Linked DNA regions of Sus scrofa: region 1 is linked to region 2. A link is a contact called in public Hi-C data. All regions are on one chromosome and are shown on one strand. The core of a region is the stretch at or near the end of the contact, and the rest is flanking DNA. Distances in the headings are between cores, read along the strand shown. Region 1 has its middle 53 kb from the start of SLC38A4. Region 2 overlaps LOC106510388 (a long non-coding RNA gene).

The links. Hi-C and Micro-C count contacts between places; a contact is called where the count stands out from the background.
Region 1: a Hi-C map of retroperitoneal adipose tissue shows a contact between it and region 2, with 2.0 times the contacts expected there. The contact joins two enhancer-like sites. A contact is called at or near these places in 22 of 47 Hi-C or Micro-C datasets (adipocytes, alveolar macrophages, blood and 16 more) and 2 of 2 datasets of contacts at active chromatin or transcription factors (alveolar macrophages and skeletal muscle).

Annotation. Positions count from the first base shown.
Region 1 is chr5:77,539,902-77,545,009 of Sscrofa11.1, forward strand. No RefSeq gene overlaps it. Among named protein-coding and RNA genes, the nearest start is that of SLC38A4, 53 kb to the left of the region's middle. Within about 2 kb of position 1,965, at least 6 of the 83 cell types and tissues checked have an H3K27ac peak or open chromatin away from gene starts, as enhancers often do. A contact at or near this core is called in retroperitoneal adipose tissue, where this site is marked.
Region 2 is chr5:76,963,227-76,968,053 of Sscrofa11.1, forward strand. All of the region lies in intron 2 of LOC106510388 (a long non-coding RNA gene), which reads left to right. Among named protein-coding and RNA genes, the nearest start is that of SCAF11, 89 kb to the left of the region's middle. Within about 2 kb of position 1,350, at least 11 of the 83 cell types and tissues checked have an H3K27ac peak or open chromatin away from gene starts, as enhancers often do. A contact at or near this core is called in retroperitoneal adipose tissue, where this site is marked.

The DNA of each region.
Region 1 (5,108 bases), core at 715-3,214, 580 kb after region 2:
GGCCTTGAAACGGATTCAAAAGAACTTTAAGGAGCTCAGCATGCATGGAGAGAAAGCATTTTGAAATGTTTGGTTGTGAAAAGGAGAGAGTGTGGCTGGGACTAGAGAAAAGTAGGGTGCTATAGGAAGAGGGTTTTTTTTTTTTTTGTCTTTTTGCCTTTTCTAGGGCCGCTTCCCGCGGCATATGGAGGGAGGTTCCCAGGCTAGGGGTCGAATCGGAGCTGTAGCCACCGACCTACACCAGAGCCACAGCAACATGGGATCCGAGCCGCGTCTGCGACCTACACCACAGCTCACAGCAACGCCGGATCCCCAACCCACTGAGCAAGGCCAGGGATCGAACCCGCAATCTCATGGTTCCTAGTCGGATTCGTTAACCACTGCGCCACGACGGGAACTCCAGGAAGAGGTTTGTATGATGATGGTGGTGGCAGTGGTGGTGCTTTCAAATGCCATGGTCTTGAAGATGTTCAAACGTCGGTGAAAAGAGCAGTGGAAGAGAGCCTCCCAGCCCGTGTTCGTCCTGCTTGCAGGTTTCCCTCCCTTTGCTCTGTCTTGGTTAATCTTAGTTAATTTTTCTGAAACACGACAGCTCCTCAGCACATACATACCTTCCTCTGCTGTCGTTACACCTGTACTCAAACCCTTTCTGGTCCTGAAAATACTTTCTTCACATTGCTGCCCCTGAAAATGCCAGTGAATGTTGGGCTGCATATCGGTTGAAGCCTTCTCTTACATCTTCCTGGAGGATGAGCTCTTGGATTTATTTCCTGTTTGTTTTTATTTTCCACCCTGGCCACATAATGGATATTTAAGCGAACATGTGTTGATTCTTCCTCCCAAAAGGTTATCCCTTTTTGCTAACACCATTTGCTGAATAGTCATCTGTGTCTTCACTTCCCGCTCACCACATCCTGGCGGCTGCACCCCACACACCCCTGCAAATGCATTTGGAAGATCTCCCACAAGCTCTTTATTGCTAATCCAGAGTACACTTCACAGGCCTCAACCCTCTGTCAGGTGTCAACAAGAGTTGGCTCTCCAGACCGGAAATTTTCCTTGAAACTTCTCTTCCCTTGACTTCAAGAACATGTCATTATCTTGGCTTTCTTCCGACCTCCCTGCTTTTTTCAGTCAACTTTTGAAGATATTTTCTCTCCATGTCTTTCCTTCAATATCATGCTCAGGGCATCAGCCTCACTATTCTTCTTTCCTCACTCTGCCTGCTCCACCTGAGTGTGCTTTTCCACACCGGTACCGTCAAGTCCATCTTTCTCCCCAGCCGGGATCTCTCCCCTGAGTACCAGACCAGTGAGCATCATTGTCTCCAGATACCTTCTCTGGGACGTCAAAATCACGCTTTAAATTTGGCATGACCAGGAATTCCCTCTGTGGCACGGTGGGATTAAGGATCTGGTATTGTCTCTGTGGTAGCACAGGTTCGATTCCTGGCACAGGAACTTCCATATGCCACAGGTGTGGCCAAAAAATAAATAAATAAATAAGGTACTCAAAGCCAAGTTCATCCCCTATTCTCTACGCCTTCTCCTCCAACCCTTATCATAAGAGACCACTTTATCCTCTATGCCTTCCCTCTCTCAGTGCATTAAACGATGAGTCATTTATTTTCTTAAATCAGATTTTGACCTGAGCATCATCCTTAATTATCAAAAGATGAGTCATTTTTTTTTTCCTTGGAGAGTAGTGGTGCCCTTAACAGTGACTGACCCTTTCTGGAAAAGTTTAGCTCTTGTTCGTTTATGTACTTGGAAAGAACAAGGGAAGAGTGATTTATTCAGATTAGATGAGTTGCATTTGAAGTCCCTGGGACCCCCATAGAAAAAAATGTTGATTGGGAATTTGAAACGTAGGTACTAGAGTCATGAAGAGATTTCAGAGCTAGACTTACATATTTGTGAATTATCTACTGCACACAGAGACAATAACTGAAACCATGTGAGGAGATGAGATCATCATGGAAAAGTGTACATAGAAACAAGGTTATGTGGAAACAAGTTGTGGGAGCAGCTCATAACTCTTTGAAAGCTGATAGGACTTTACACATTGTCTGGCACAACTTTTTTCTTCACCTGAAAATGATTCTGAGTCTAAGAGGAGAGGAGAGAAATTAAATTCTAAAGAAAAATCTACTGATAAGGTCTTTGATCCCAAGTTACTTTAAAGGTCCAAAGCTCAGACCAAGAAAAAATTCAAAATGAGCTAACTCTACTCAAGTCAAGAACAGTGCCTCAAACTCAAGACAACATTTGTTGATAGATGCAAACTATTACATTTAGAATAGATAAACGATGGGGTCCTTCTGTACAGCACAGGGAACGATGTCCAATCTCTTGGGTTAAAACATGATGGAAGATTAGTATGAAAAAAAAGAATATATATATAAGAATATATATGTATATATATAAACTGTGTCACTTTAGCATACAGCAGAAATTGAAGGAATATTATAAATCAACAACACGTTAATACAAATTATTTTTTAAAAGTTTAAGTAGTACTAAAACAATGCAATAAAGAAGGCAACAGATTTACCTCAAATTATACCAGTTCAGGGTAAAAAAAATGTAACATTTGGCGCATGACAAAAAAAAAAAAAAAAATCAAGACAACATTGCTCCTGGAGCCAGAAAGAACTTGGCTGTTTTACGAGTTCCATAAACTCACAGATAAGAAAGCCCTAACTCTCACCCACCTCCAGGTTTCTTGTAATATAAACCAATCTATTCCTTTATAGCATAAGCCAGTTTGACTTGTCACTTACTGAAGCAACAGTAGATACTGGAGCCAGCTCACTAGAGCTGATTGGGCACATCTCTTCCCAACTCTGTACCCAGTGACATCATCTTGTTAGCTCGAAAGTGGCCATGATGGGACTATTTAAAACTCAGAAACTGTGAAGTGCTCCGAATTGGGGATTCCTATCCACACCAAAAAAAATCTGGTTGTTAATTTGTTTTCCTGTACATCACTGGTTATGGCCAGGAGTCTCCTGACTGAGATACACATGTTGAACCAAAAACAGGTTGGTCTGGAGGGCCAAGGGGATTCAACATAGGTGTGGACTGCCTGGGAGCCAGGAAGATGAATTGATGGTGGAATTGATGGTGGCCAACCAAGGAGGCATCTTCATCCAAGTCAAAAGAAGTGTAAGTGAGGAGCCTCGTAAGATGATGTTAGGGGCGCGGGTCATATCCCGAGTCCTCAATTGTGCATCTGCTACCAGAGGCACATCCCAGACTGTGACGGCACTAGTACAGTTAGAAGAGACCATCACTAAAACTTCTCCCTTCTTCCATTTGCTCCATCCCTGGAGGGACCCCATACAGCAGCTAGTGAGGGGTGAGGAGTAGGAGACTGGGAGAAGCAAGGAGGAGACCCCCCCCCGGATCCACACTGGAGATTTCCCAGCCACAGACAGTCCTTGATGGGAGAGGCAGAGGCTTTTAATTGGATAAACCGTAGATCTTTCAAGGTTAGACTGGAAGATGCTTTTCCAAACTATAGAATGAAATTACTCTTGGGACGGCAGGAGACCAGAAAAGTTGTGGAATATGCTTGGTATTTCCTCCAGGGCAGGAAAGAACCAGCAAGAGAGCAGGTTGAAGGGTCCTGGGGGGAAAAGAATAAAGACAATCTGGTTTATACCCTGCTGGCTAATTCAGTAAACATGTCAGATTTACACAGATGATTGCAGTGCTTAAAAGCTTTATTAACTATATGGAAGCCCAGTCAATGTGCTTAATTGATGTCTATTGAATGAATGAATAAAACTCTAACTTGGAATAAGAGAAAACGATTTAGGAGGAAATTCTTCCACTTGAGCAAAATGAGAAATTGTTTGAGTCTATAGCATGTCAGAAGGGGAGGTACTTTTTTAATTCTCTGTATTAAAGTATATATTTCATGGAGTCAGGGGAAGGTGGTGGTTTGTGGATATTTGCACTGTTTTTTTAGCTCCATAAAACTAAATACAAACATCAAATTTCCATCTCTCTTCCCAATCCCTGTTCTGTGCGGAGAAGAGATTCCTTCATGTATTTTCTTTTTTTTTTTTTTTTTTTTTTTTTTTATCTTTTTGCTATTTCTTGGGCCGCCCCCGCGGCATATGGAGGTTCCCAGGCTAGGGGTTGAATCGGAGCCATTGCCACCGGCCTACGCCAGAGACACAGCAACGCCGGATCCGAGCCGCGTCTGCAACCTACACCACAGCTCACGGCAACGCCGGATCGTTAACCCACTGAGCAAGGGCAGGGACCGAACCCGCAATCTCATGGTTCCTAGTCGGATTCGTTAACCACTGCGCCACGACGGGAACTCCCCTTCATGTATTTTTATGGTTCTGATTTTCTGCATAGGTGATGATGGCTGTGGAAGCAATTTGGACTCCTAACTTTTTAGTGGGGAGAATTAGAACATATAGCTCTTAGGATCTAAGAGCCCTGGATCTTCAGGGTCCAAAACAGTAACCACAAGACACAGGTAGCTACTTAAATTTTAATTAATGAACATTAAATACAATTTAAAAGCCAGTTTTTTGTATCACACTACACATATTTTAAGTGCTGGCTCTTAGGAGCTTGAAGCCCTGAATCTGCAGGGCCCAAAAGAGTAGTCACTAGACACAGGTGGTTACTTAATTTTTAATTATTTAAAATTAAATATACAATTAAGAAGTCAGTTTTTCTATCAAACTAGAAACGTTTTAAGTGCTCATTAGCTACATGGCTAGTGGTACAGATTTAGAACCTTTTTATCCTCACAGAGAATTCTATCAGATAGCACTACCCCAGATCTTCATTAGAAAAAGACATCAAATATTTTTTGAGAAAAATGTTTAATGTGATTTGGGTCCATTCAAAAAAATTTCAGGAGTTCCCGTCCTGGCACAGTGGTTAATGAACCCGACTAGGAACCATGAGGTTGCAGGTTCGATCCTTGGCCTTGCTCAGTGGGTTAAGGATCCGGCATTGCCGTGAGCTGTGGTGTAGGTCGAAGACGTGGCTTGGATCTGGCATTGCTGTGGCTCTGGAGTAGGCCAGCAGCTGTAGCTCCGATTCGACCCCTAGCCTGGGAAACTCCATATGCCG
Region 2 (4,827 bases), core at 100-2,599:
CAACTCTCTGTCACTTGTAAGTCCATTCTTTCCAATGCATTATACGCCTTCCAAACTTCAGGAGGTCCTAGCTAGGGGATTCCACAAGTATTAGTGCCCCTTAATGTGTCTTAACTTTCCATTTTAGCCAACATGGTCATCCACATCTCTCAAAAGGCTGTGAACAGTCCTTCACAGGGTGTTTCCGCTGCTGCTCCTGACAGCCAAACAGTCTGTTTGGTAGAGGAAAGAAGAGAGGAGGAGAAAAGAAAAGAAGGATGATTCAACTAATGGCATCTTATCTGAACTGCATGTTGCAGTAGGTGATTCTTCTTTAACAGGCAGCTGGATAATAAGGATTGCAGTCACTTATTAGTTTCAAGAGCTAATAAAGTGGTAGTTTGTTTATAAAATTGGCACAAGAATCCTTGGAGTTTAATTCTCAGGAAATAACAGAAGTTCAGCATTCTTTATAGATTGTGGTGTGCTGCAGCTGGTAAATTCCAGCTTGTGACATTGAGGCAGTGATGTCACCACCATGAGCGGCTTGAAATTTCACATCACAGAGATGATCAACTTTTTCTTCCCAGAAAGCTGGTTGGTGAATGTCTACCAAAACATCAATATTTATAGATAGGTATACCAGGCTCTTTCATTCCTGCTTCAGCATTAATCTGGTGCCATAATTAGAAAGTCAGATGAAAAATCAAAATATTAACTATAACACACAATTAGAATTTAAATGTATTGACTTTTTGGGAAGGAGCAATAAGTAACATCCCTTTCCTTCCCTCCTGAGTTTGGAAGTTTGGAAGGGAAGGATAAAAGATCAATATCTCAACTTAATTACAAACACACCTGATTAGAGGTCACAGCATAGCTCTGTGGCCAAGTGGGCTTCCTAATTCTTTGTCCCTGAACTGAGTTTACCCTCCCAGTTGCTGGCAGGGCTGGATCATCACAGGCTGTGAATCTCTCCCCAAGGGGTAGAAGTCACTTCTTGCATTTCAGAGCAGAAAATGTGTTTGTCTTAAGGTCAGTCCATAGTGAGTGACAGAGGGACCAAGAGAAAAAGACAAAGAGGCAGAGGCTGTGCCCTGCACACTCATTTCCTACTTCCTAAGCGTCCCAGTCATACTAATTGGGTAGATCACTTCTCTTCCCTTGGTCAAGGATGCTGACAGCAAAGGGAGGGAGGGAGGAAGCTTCGACTTTATGGGCCAAGATAGGAACTTGATTGTGGAAGAGAATGGTTTGCCCTACAATATACTTTAACACCCCTTCTTACCATTTTCTAAAATGAGACACTGATCCTATAGCACCAGACCTATTGTTCTGTAATGCTGCTGAACTGAACAGTTGAGATGAAAGGGTGAGGAAGTTTTCAAAATTTACAGGAAGTGGTGGTGGCTGTGGTGGTGTGTTTGAGGTACCTAAAATATATGCTAGCAGTTTTTATTCCTCTTTCTCCTTTTTAAAAAGCTATTAATAAGAGCTTATACCTACCAATGTTAAAATAGCAAACCCCTTTGAGCATGTCATCAAGCAACCAGTTAATTCCTTGAAAAAGAGATAAATAGACCAAGCATTTACTTAAATGACCTGTTGAGCTGAATTGACGAGCCAGCTTAAGAGAATTGACGTCAGTTCTGTCCAGGTTGTTAACCCAGCTGCCTTGCAGAGTAGACAACCTCTCTTGCTGTGTCAAATCACAACCTAATAAAATGTTGTCTCTATTTCCAGTTTCATGTGGAAATGTTTAAAAAAAAATCCAAATTTTTTTCAGAATTCTTATATTCATGTATTTATTTATTTTTGGCATAAAAAGGATTTATTATGCATATGTTACTACTATTTATCAATAACATACCATCAAATTAAATTAATTCCATATTAATGATGTGACATATAAGGTTATATTATATCAATATATTATCATATTTTTATGGAATCTTTTTTTTTAATTAGAGTGTAGTTGATTTACAGCATTGTGTCAATTTCTGCCATACAGCATAGAGACCCAGTCATACATATATCCATTCTTTTTCTCATACTGTCTTCCATCATGTTCTACCCTAAGAGATTGGATATAGTTCCCTGTGCTGTACAGTAGGACCTCATTGCTTATCCATTCTAAATGGAATAGTTTGCATCTACTAACTCCAAACTCCCATCCATCCCACTTCCTCCCTCATCCCCCGGCAACCACAAGTCTGCACTCCATGTCCATAATCTCTTTTGATCTTGTAGATAGGAATGTTTGTGCCATATTTTAGATTCCAGTTTTTTTTAATAATTGTAAGTATGATTACATTGTTCTGAGCATTGTATTTTCTTTGGGGGTGGGGGCTAAGACCTTTCTAGGTATTTGTGTATCTCCTGGCTTTTTCTTCAGGTCCAATCATGTCAGATACTAAATGAAAGATCTGTATTTTGGACTCGTCTAACAAACACGTCCCTCAAAGAATGGCTGTTATCTAATCTAAGTAGCACGCACTCTTTGAAAAGCTGACTTTGGGAATCTCTAGGTCCTGTCAAAATCCAACATAGGTTGGTAGTGACTTGCCTCTGGACATCTGCAGACTACTTTCTCATCCACAGGAAATGAGGTGGTCTCTTCTCAGTGCCACAGGGTCCCAGAACTGGTTCCAAGTGACCCTACCGTTGGCAAGCCCAGCGGAAAGGGAGGGACAGTCATTGCTATACTCTGTCTCTATGCCTGAGTGAGGAAACACTGGCACAGCATTGTGAGGGAGCTTGTTGTCCTGTGGGGTGTGGCCCCAAATGAACAGTACCAGGGCACCTCAGTGCTAGTGTGAACTGCCAGTCCTGTTTGCAAACTCAAGCCCTCACATGGCTAACCATCATCAATGCATTCTGTCTTTTGTTTGTTTGATGAACTTCATTTTAGGGACTGTCACATTCTCCTCGTCCCATTGAGAAAGTATCATAGTGATTATAATTTTGGCAGAGATTAATATTACTACTGTGGTTGTTTTGCTACACCGGTCCTGTTATAGAAAGGAATTACTGCTTACTGGGAATATCGGCTGTTTATTGGGAATACTGGACTCTGGTTTGCATAAAACTTGCATTAAATTTGCAAGTCATTGGGAGTTCCCATTGTGGCGCAGTGGAAACGCTAGTATCCATGAGGATGCGGGTTCGACCCCTGGCCTTGCTCAGTGGGTCGGGGATCTGGTGTTGCTATGGCTGTGGCCGTGGCTGGCAGCTGTAGCTCTGATTCAACCCTTAGCCTGGGAACTTCCAAATGTTGTGGGTGCTGCCGTAAAAAACAAAAACCAAACAAACAAAAATGTGCATGTCCTTCATTTATAGTAATAAATCATAGATGCCTCCTTCACACCCTCCCCTCCAGAGACCTCGAACACCTCTTTTTTAAAACTTAATATTCCTTGGGCCCTCTGTCTTCTACACTTAAAGTTTTAAAAAATCATTTGTGGGAAGAGCTTCAATTATATGCATCAAACAGTGACATCTCACAGATGATACAAAGATGAACAGAGTATTGAAACCCTACATTTTGGCGAGATTGTTTTTGGGGTTCCAGCTGACATTGCCATCTTTTATCATGTGCTTATTGAATAAGACGTATTGTCATTTTATGAAGAAATTCTTAAATGATTATTAGTATTATAGAAAGGTTGTTGACAGTTATTTAAAGGATTGAGGCTCTTTTGTTACTTTGTAGACCCACGGCATCATTTTGAATTCTCCTTTGTCAGTTTTCAACAGATGTTTTGTGGAACCTGCTATGTGCTCAGGACCATGCTGAGTCTGGGGTATAACGTGGTGACTGTTGGCTTAGTCTCCTCCCTTATTGCAGCTCACAGTCCAGAGATGAAGACGGACAAATAAAGGAGGAGTTATACTATTGACCTGTAAAAGCGATCATTCCAGGCAGAGTAGCCATCCTTGCTGGGCTGAAATTGAGGCTTGGCTGCTAAAATGTGAACCAAAGCAACATTTCTTTCCCTTAAGAACCTGCTCTCTCCACACATAAGAGTGGAGGAGAACTTGAAACTGTTTAAAATCTAGTGTAGACATAATCAAGCATATTTGATGTGGGATTGTGTGCCACATTTGAAGTGTGTAGGGGACAGGTTAGAAGCCATAGGGCAAGAAGGCGAACCCTGGTAGGCTGAATCAAACTTAGCAAAAGGACTGAGTAGGGGCTGGAGGGAAGTTGTTGCTTCGTATAGGCTGTAGCCTTGGCCTCTGAGCTCCTTCTGGCTTTTCCAGCATCCTGGATCTCTGTGTGTGAATTAAAATTCTTCTTGTTTTGAAGTTCAAGCAATCCTCTATGGTGGGACTCTCCAAGTAATTGACAACAGAGAATAAAGCACATCCTCTTCACTGTGCAAGAGGTTGCACAGATGTCAGAGCATGATGAAGATGGCTAGCCTCGGTAGTCAATGCCACGAGCAGTAGTCGCATCTCAGTAGAGACCGTGCACAGCTTGGAGTGACTGAGGCCATCGGTGCTCCGTGGCTTGGATGGCCAGTAGCCAACAGATGTAGCAATACACCACAGTGTACCTTTCCTGTGGTATGTCTCTAAGTAGTTTTGCACCTTGGAACATTTTCTAAGGTCCCTCAAAAATGTTGCATGAAATGGTGTCATTGAGACCAGTGCAGATGGTGACCCAGACCGATTCTTAAGCATGTGCAAGACCCTCCTGGGAAACTCCTTTGGGCTCCCAAACGACCTCACAAGGGAGTTCTTTATGAACTGGATGGGGGCTTGGCACAGTCAAGATCCAATATGAATATTGATGGAATTCCTATTCCCAAATTGGGAAGAACTCTTAAGCCTGAATCAAATCTG